2 separate regions of the Sus scrofa genome follow, and region 2 is linked to region 1. The links are chromatin contacts, called in public Hi-C maps. All regions are on one chromosome and are shown on one strand. Each heading gives the region's core, a stretch centred on a gene start, on an enhancer-like site or on the middle of the called end of the contact. The rest is flanking DNA. Distances are from core to core; before and after follow the strand shown. Region 1 overlaps LOC110255448 (a long non-coding RNA gene). Region 2 overlaps LOC106508308 (a long non-coding RNA gene).

Region 1 (4,490 bases), core at 1,407-3,906:
GAAATTTTATTTTGCTGCATGTTGCCCAAACACACTAACTTCTGAGCTCAAAGATGTCAGTGCAGCATGACAAATTCCATATCGAGCTGCCCCCCTCCCCCCCATGGAACAAAAGACAGACCTGTTGCAAAACCAGGTAAAAATCAGAAGAATTCAAGGAAAAGAGTCCTGAAAAGAAATAGGGGCCCGTTGTCAGATTTCTTCAGTTTATAAAACAAAGAAAATTCATCAAAATTCTCCAGGGCAGATCAATATCCAACCAGACTAAAATAAAGTCTCATGTTCTAATCTCTTGTTGCAAAAACTAAAGTTGATTGTATTGCTTTGCATGGTTCCCCTGAACTAGAAACCTTCCCACCACCAGAGCAGGGGCAGCCTTGACTTGCAGGCAGCTTTGAGGATGAGTTTGGGTCCTAACAATTTAAGAACTTGGGTCCTACAGAAACAGATATGATTACCGGGATATAGCTAGTGCATGGCAAGGTCTGTGAGGACTGAGCTGGTTCTCGTTATTTGTTCAGCCGTGAAATGGGCATGAACCTTTTTCTGACTCATCCCTTAGATGGTAGTGTTGCTGAACTCAGGTCTACTCACCTACTGCACAACCAAGCCAGTTTACTGACACCGGGTTGTAGTGAAGGAAAGTACAGTGTTTATTTGCAGGGAACAAAGCAAGGAGAATAGCTCATGCTCATAAGATTCCCAGACCCAGAGAGAGGGCAGCTCTTTCTATATTTTTTTTTTGGGGGGGTGGGGGTGGGGGATAAAACAGAAGAATGGGAAAGATTTAGCCCTAATGGAGAAACTTGGTTTCCCTCTGAACTAGGGAGTTTATAGGTAAGGTGGGAAAAAATGAAGCAGATAGATGGATTCCAGTCATATTATCAGACTTTCCTCTTTTGGGAACCTCCAAAGTAGGCAGCAGAGGGCTGAGGGTGTGTTCAGTAGATGCATGTAAGGGAGGTAAAGAGACTTAGTGAGATCAGCAAGCCTGGATCTTTTCATTTGACCAAAGCTCTTTCTCCTGTAGGTTAAGCCCTCACAACCTGTATTTTGTTGGGAAGCTCTGTTCATATCTCAGAATTTTGCTTCTTGCTCAGGGATCATGCCTGGCTGTTGAGCTTAGGATCCACCTAATTCAGATTTGGGGTGATAGGATGCAGTTTGGATGGTCCCCTGACAGTGTTTTCCTCTGGCAATGAGCTCCCCAGGAACTGGAGAGAAGGATTTAAGACTATAGAAATGGAGGTCAAGGCTCAAGCAGGGTGACTGAAACTAGCCATTTAGGGAATTAGACTACACAAGGGATGATTGGGGGATTCAAACTTCTCAGAATTGCACCCAAACACTGAGAAAAGGTCAATTGAGGGTCTGGAATCCCCTCACTCTTTCTAAACTCACAGCTGTCATTATCACTTGACATTAAACATACATTTTCCTCTGACATATTTGTATTGTTTTTAAAACTTTATGACAAATAGTTGTGCTGAGTGAGTGCCGGGCACCTTGCAGGCAGGCAGTAAATATTTGCTGAACATTGAAAAAAGGCAGTGGCTTGGCTGTCAGGATGGCTCCTGTTCAGAACCCACCCCCAGCCCTCCATTCATAGGAGGCTGGGTGGATTTCACGTTCAAGGCTTAATCCACCCTGGCCTGTCGGGAATGATCTCTGTGACTATTGGAACATTCTCACACATGCAGAGTGAAAGCCACCATAACAGGCAAGAGGGAAGGCTGGGAGAAGTGCAGCTGGGAATTTTCCGAGAGACACGGTGCTGTTTCTTTGTTCTGGTAGATTTCAGCCAGAAAGAACAGCAAATTTTACTGTCTGCAAACCACCAACGAGCTACTCTCCTCCCCCTTTACCTCCTTCCTTCTCAACCTGGGAATTCATTTGCTGCCTCCCTCTCCTCCTCCTCCTCTGCCCCAGAGCAGTCCCCAGGGACAAAGCTCTTTGTTGTGAACACTCCGAGGCAATACGGAATTGCACAGTCCCCAGGGCAAAATCAGGGCTATCCTCCAAGGCGAGTGATCACCGGGGCAGAGACCCCCGCTCCCCCCACCTGTTGATCTCCCCTCCTCTTGGGGTGAGTGGCAACCTGCATTGTGCTTGGGACGCAGGCGCTTCTACACCAGGCTCAGCAGATGGCGCTGGTGAGCAAACCCAGCCCTTCCCTCCCTCGCCCCTCCCCACCGCCAGAGCCTTGCTGGTCTAAAGCGAAAACAGATGTTTTCATCATTTCTGGATCTGGCATGTGACTTGCAGTTCAGCAGTGTGCCGACATAACCCAGAGTTGTGCGTTCTCTTCATCCCCCACAAAATAAAAATTCTTCCTTGAACGAGCCTTTCTCCTAAGTGAGCCACTAACACATGATCTGTTCAATCCAAGGGCACATGTTTCATCCGGCTCCAAGTGCAACTGCCTTTGTAGCCAGCCTTGGCTCTGTAATTGGGAGGTTGTCTTTTTTTTTTTTTCCCCCCAGAGCAAAGCTAGGGCGGCCAGACCAGCTATCTTTACACCGAGGGCTGGGGAGAGGTGCTAGCTTTTTAAAATAACCCTGGTCTGGCTGGCTGCGGAACGTGTGTGCGTGGGAGCCAGTGCGTTCTGAACAAAACAGGAAGGCCGGGGCGGCGCGCCCTGTTCCCTGCGCCCACGGCAGGTGGCAGCATCGGCCTGGCCTGGCCTCTGCCGCTGGCCGCCCCAAAGCTGGGCCCTTTTACTTTCGGTGGCCTCAAAATTATTAGTTCCAGATGAGTTCTTGCAATTGTAATATTTGGTTTAACCCAATCTGCCCGATTGCGTCAGCACGCGTTCAAATACAGCCGTCTGAAGTCTAACCAGACATCAGAGGCATGTTTCAGGGGGTGTCAACATTCCTTACGCTTTGAAAGAATTAGGGGGAAAAAAAAAAAACCCACACACAAAAAAAACCCCCAGAGTTTGATTTATCCCCCAAACGAAAGAAGGGTTAGCTGCCTGGGGCTGAAGTGCTGAGAGGGATGGAACAGGGGAAATTCAGGGAAGGCGTAACAATAGAACTTGTGGGTCAGAGTCTGCTAGAATGGAACTGGATTTATTTGTTGAACTAGGAAAGGACCTCTGGGCTCTTTGAAGGTTAGAGCAAATAAGCAAAACTGGTGGGCATTTGGTTTTCTAAGAGAAGAGCCCTTCAAGTCACGTAGCTGCTATTGTGAGACACAAAACACATGCTATCTGCCTGTGGCTGGACCTCTGCTTGCACTTGGCCTGGTGGCTCAGGAAGGGGGCTGAGAGGAGGGGCCTGTATTTTAACACAAGGCTTTGACGGGTAGCCCCAGCCTCCATGCTAAGGACACAGATGGGGGTTTCCTAAAGCTATCAGCTGAAGGCCCCAGTTAGAAAACGCAGGACGTCCTGAAGGCTTCTGGCCAGGGGCCTCAAGTGTCTTGTAAACAGCCCTGCTGCAGTTGGTCACTGCCACACCCTGGTGCCTTGATAGCTGGGAAACCAGGCACCCGCTCTGGAGGTCTCAGGTTTTACAGCAGAGGCTGAAGGACTCTCAGATCTCAGGAGCAGAGTAGCCCCATGTGCTAAGGCAGCCAAGGAATCCTGCTCCAATCACTGGAACCGAAAGGGTGTCATGCTTTCCTTAGAGGAGAGGGAGTAACCTGGTATTAGGAGACAGCCGCCCTCATTCGCTCCCCGTCCCTCTGCCTGCACCCCACTTTTAAATCTGTTCAGATCCTTCAAGCCCCTCTCTCAAGGGGACAGAGAGATTCCAGCCGGCCGGCCCCGGGAGGCTGGCCGTTTCCCTGCAGGTCTCTGGCTCGACATGCTGCTGATCAAAAGCCGGCACCCGCCTGGCAGATGCTTCATGTCCTGCGTGTTGGGGGCTGGTGGCTAGTGCTGGCGTCAGGCAGGCAGGCTGATCGGCCATCTTGTTAGATGTGGTTGGGACCCTGCTCCCCTCCTGCCTGCTCCAGTGGCCACTGCGCTGCCCGGATTAGACCCAGGAGGGGTGATGGGACCTCCATACAGTTGGCTGAACACTTCCAGAATATTTAGGGGTCCAAGCTGCTGGTCATTTTTCTCTCAGTTTGAAAAATGCACAGATTGCTGGGGAGATGCTGATTGTCAGTGGTCAGAGCCACACCTGGATCCCAGCAGTTGCTCAGCTTGGGGAAATCAGCCCAACAAGTGAGCATGATACTCATGATATTTTTTTCTGTTTTTTCTTTCTTTTTTTGGCTACTTTCCCTGCATGTGGAAGTTTCGGGCCAGGGATCGAACCCAGGGCTGCCATTACAGTCTGCATTGCAGCTGTGGCAACCCCAGATCCCTTACCACAGGAGAACTTCTATGGCATGCTGCTTTACCAGGTTTTTGTATATTTAAGGGTGGTTGAGAAATTCTGGTATTCCTCTCTACTGCCACACTACCTTTATTCCCTTCTGAGAATCAGCTTTTGGAGATTCTATGATCCAGGGATTCTCAGCCCTGGCTATTTAGG
Region 2 (4,490 bases), core at 967-3,466, 150 kb after region 1:
GGTTTCCAGGCTTGGGGTCAAATCCAAGCTACAGCTGCTGGCCTACACCACAGCCACAGTGACATCAGAGCTGAGCCATGTCTGCAACCTACACCACAGCTCAAGGCAATGCCAGATTCTTAACCCACTGAGCAAAGCCAGGGATCAAACCCGCAACCTTGTGATTCCTAGTCAGATTCATTTCCACTGTGCCACGAAGGGAACTCCTGAAATTTATTTAAAGTCATGTTTTCTTTGTGTCCTATGTCTTTTCAAGGAGGTGCATCCTATTTCTCTGCTCATGCCACCTTCTTAGTCTTGAAGCTTCTCGTGTGTTAGGACAACCTTATCTCCTCTTTGTGTCTTCAGTTCTTGTTCCAGTAAAGGGCACTATTGGTTCTATTGTTTCTTAGAAGAGTCTTTATTGCAATAACTGAGCATTCCAGAGAGGCCTTTCCTCTTTCTCCTGCCTTGTCTGGTTCTCAGCACCCAACCCTGGCAATTGGTGGACTCTGACAGTAGATTGAACTCAAGTTATTCAGCTTGTGATAAACGCTACTTCTAAGGGTAAAACCAAATTCCTTAGTCACTGTGGGTTGCAGCAATTACCTTCCCCTAATCTAGACAAACAGGCACGAGGTTTCCTTTGGTCTTGATCTAGAAAGGGAGCCAATGACAGAAATCTGAGACATAATTCATAAATACACTAACAGTTTCCAATAAAATGGTCACACATAAGGACTGCAACATCGCAATCTCCATTCAGTTCTGAAAGCATTGAAGAATGGCAAATTCAACTTTTTGATGACAAAACAAAAGCAGACAAACCAAAAAAAAGCCAAAAACAAACAAAAGACTGGACCTATACTATGATTTCGCAACAGGTAGTTTTTTGGGAAAAATACCTGTGTAAAATCCCATTTGCTGGTTTACTTTCAATAATTGATTCATTATCTTCATTGAGACACAGCCTGGGTTCCAACAACCGGTGCATATATAAGTATTTACAGCTGTTCTGCTCCTCACTAAGTGTGTGCACTTTGGCAAGTCCACTGGACTTCCTGGTGGAAAGAAACCCAGGCTGGTTAAAAAGTGGAGGCAAAGCTATGAAAAGCATCTAAACTTTAAAAAATTAACACCAGTTCTAGCTGGCAGTAAGCAAAGGGACTTGGCCACAGTAGACACTGGCCAAGAGAAGGTCCCCAGAAGGGCATTTGTAAGGGCACAAGGGGACAACTCGACAATAAGCCCATTTTGCTGCTCAAGGGGCAACACTTGAAGACTGTGTTCAGTGCCAGAGCCTGGGACAAGCCTGGAGACAAGGATCAGATTGTAGCTTTCTGAGGCGACTTCAATCAGTACAGCCAAAGGGAATTGCAGAGCAGCAGGGAAAGAGAATTCTGTTCTCCGGGCAGAGCAGCTGAACTGTCATCACCTGTGCTGCCTCCCCTACACCCCACCAGCCCACCTTGGAAACACTCCTGAGATGCTATGTCCTGGGGAGACTTTCCAAGGGCTCCTCTGTTGCTTTCTCTTCCCTCCTCCCGAAAAAGTCAAAAATGTAAAGAAAGAAAAGTTGGTGGCAGAGAGGGAAGAAGGGAAGGGAGGAAAGAAGGAAGGATCTCTTGCCAGGAAGGAAGGCACTTGGGTAACCAATGAAGCTTTAGTCAGAGAAGGGCAAGTGGAGGGTTAAATATATAAGAAAAAAGAATGCAAAACATCAAGGCTCAATGGTGCCAAGAGGTTTGGTCTCCTGAAAAGCCAAGGACGTTTGGCTGAGAGTGTGGTGAGGGAAGCAGTGTTAGATTCAGGCATTTCTGCTCTGCGACTTTGGGCGGACTTCAAAACCGACATAGCTGTGGTGCAGAGCAGTGATGGGGGGACGATCCCCAGGGTCTGCCCTGCCTCCCCCTCCCCTGAGCCCCTGACACGCCCCCTCCCCACCAGGGCCATGAAGGAATGTAGGTGGAATCCAAGCCAGGCTGGGGCTCAAGGAGGGATAACAGAATTCACGGCCGGGTTGGGGAGTGGGCCAGCACCCAGGGGCTCAGAAAGACAAGGGGTTTGTAAAGCGGGGAAAATATTAACTCCCTTGCTTCTGCGTTCTGTACTTGACTCCAAAATTGCAGGATGTGCTATTGTTTTCCCTTAGGTTTTCCGCTCCTTTCTTACGTTATTCATGTCCTTCTTTTAAGTGCCTCTGCTCTCTGTGTCTCTGCTCAGCGAAGGAGGGAGGCTGAGTGGGGGTTAGGCTGGGGGAGGATCGTGGAAGCAGGAAGGAACAGCTCAACAACTGGACCTTCCTCAGCGGCAGGAAAATCATTCCAGATTTGAAAAGGGCTTTGGTGAGATTTACGGATGGGGTGCCTGTGACTTTGCCAAACAAGCTCTTTTGTCTCAATCTTCCCTCATGCCTGGGTCTCTCCGCCACCCTGAGCTCCGCTACTTTTAAGGAGTTAAATCGGAGGGAAAGCACAGTTTGGACAAAGGTGTTGCACGGAGGTACAGAGAGCAGGCTGCCTGATATTTATGCGATCTGGCAGAAGGGAGGCTGTGTCTTGACACAGAAGCCAGTAATCAGGAAACAGGAGGGTAAGAAAGAGCAGGAAGGAAGGGAAGGGAAAGGAGGAGGGAATAAAGAAAGAGGGAAAGGAAGAAGAAAGGAAAGAGGGAAGAAAGGATAGAGGGAAGGGTCAGAGGAAAAGAAAGTGCAAATAAACCATAGCCTGAAGTCCCAGGAGGATGAATAAATGGGGGAAAGGAGTGGAAGGAACTAATATAATAAAAGTGAATGTTTCAAATTTCCCCACCACTGTCCCTTAGAATTACAGAGCTCTGAACAAACAACCTGATGAAGATGTGAACTTAACCTTCAAAAACAGGCAGGTTGGAAGTTTATAGCATTTTAAACATTTTAAACAATAACAACAAGCCTCATTGTTTATGCCTTGAGAGTTTAGGCATGTGAAGTTCATACTCAAAGCAACCAAGAGTCAGGAGTTGAAGTATGTATCAATAAGAACAGCCGTGAAAGCAAAGCTTCTGACTTAAATGAAAATAGAATACAGCGGGAACTATTGTTTGTGGTGTTTGCGCTGGGACTTACTTCTAATTGGGTTATTATCTTGAACCCAATGCAGTCTATCTCATAAAAGCTTGAAACTTAACTCCCAGCCTGTTTTTAGGAGGAAAAGTCCCTTAAGCCCTTTCTTTTCCTCCAAGGTCTTGAACTTCAAGTGTGGCATATACCTGATGGATAATAGGGAAATGCACTGATATTAGGGAAGTGCTCTGGGGCTTGCTTTATGTACGTGCACAGGGAACTGCAGGTGCATTAGCCCTACTGTGCCTCAAACTCGGGCCCCCATGCATGGAAGCACCACAAAAGCACAGATGAGCATGTGGGATGAAATGTCTGGATGCCCCCCCGCCACCTCCCCATCAGGGGGAAAAGGCTTTTACAGTATTTCGAACTGTTCTGCATCTCAGCACAAATAGAAAGTAGAAGAGATGGACCTAAAGATTTTCACACTAAGTGACGTTAGTGAAAGACACACATCATATGTTACTGCTTATACATGAAATCTAAAAAGTCGATACAAATGAAGGTCCTTGCAGAACAGGAACAGACTCACAGACTTTGAAAACAAACTCACAGTTACCAAAGGGGACAGGTGGCAGTGGGAGGGGGGTGGGTAGAGGGATGGACTGGGAGTTTGAGATTAGCATATGCACACTGAAGTATATGGAATGATTGGCCAACAGAGATCTACTGTCTGGCATAGGGAACTCTACCCACTATTCTGTAATCGTTTATGTGGGAAAAGAATCTGAAAGAGAATGGCTGTGTGTGTATGTATAACTGAGTCACTTTGTTGTAGAGCAGAAATTATCACAACATTGTAAATCAACTATATGTCAAAAAAACTTTAAAAAATGGGGGGAGTTCCCATTGTGGCTCAGTGGTAAAGAACCCCGCTAGTATCCATTAAGGACACGGGTTTGATCCCTGGTCTCTTTCAGTGAGTTAAGAATCCAGTGTTGCCATGAACTACAGTGTAGGCCACAGACATGGCTCGGATAACACGTTGCTGTGGCTGTAGCGTAGGCCCACGGCTACAGCTCCAATTCAACCCCTAGCCTGGGAATTTCCATATGCTGAAGGTGTGGCCCTAAAAAGCAAATAAATAAATAAATAAGGGGAAGAAAAAGTAGGAGAGACAAAGAAATGAAGGAGAAATCTGCCCCTCATGGGACCAGCATCTACCACGAGTGGGGCATTGGGCTGAGCACACCTTTTCCATGTCACGTGGCATTTCATTTCATGTAACAGCTGCTTTTAGAATCCTGTTTAACACATTGCACAGTCAAAGCAATCTCTTCTGGTAAACGGCCTCAGAGAGAGCCATCTCGCTTTACAAAGCCAGCTGTGAGGAGCTGGAAGGCACACAGCTGCAGACAGCTGCAAGGCTGGGCCGAAAGGGGATCCCAGAGAAGAGAACTCCTGCTCA

The links. Hi-C and Micro-C count contacts between places; a contact is called where the count stands out from the background.
Region 2: a contact with region 1 is called in a Hi-C map of skeletal muscle, with 2.3 times the contacts expected there. The contact joins two enhancer-like sites. A contact is called at or near these places in 2 of 47 Hi-C or Micro-C datasets (embryonic fibroblasts and skeletal muscle) and 1 of 2 datasets of contacts at active chromatin or transcription factors (skeletal muscle).

Annotation. Positions count from the first base shown.
Region 1 is chr9:48,664,840-48,669,329 of Sscrofa11.1, forward strand. The region is part of intron 1 of LOC110255448 (a long non-coding RNA gene); the gene reads left to right. Among named protein-coding and RNA genes, the nearest start is that of SORL1, 230 kb to the left of the region's middle. Within about 2 kb of position 2,657, at least 58 of the 83 cell types and tissues checked have an H3K27ac peak or open chromatin away from gene starts, as enhancers often do. A contact at or near this core is called in skeletal muscle, where this site is marked.
Region 2 is chr9:48,810,450-48,814,939 of Sscrofa11.1, forward strand. All of the region lies in intron 1 of LOC106508308 (a long non-coding RNA gene), which reads left to right. Among named protein-coding and RNA genes, the nearest start is that of MIR9804, 180 kb to the right of the region's middle. Within about 2 kb of position 2,217, at least 27 of the 83 cell types and tissues checked have an H3K27ac peak or open chromatin away from gene starts, as enhancers often do. A contact at or near this core is called in skeletal muscle, where this site is marked.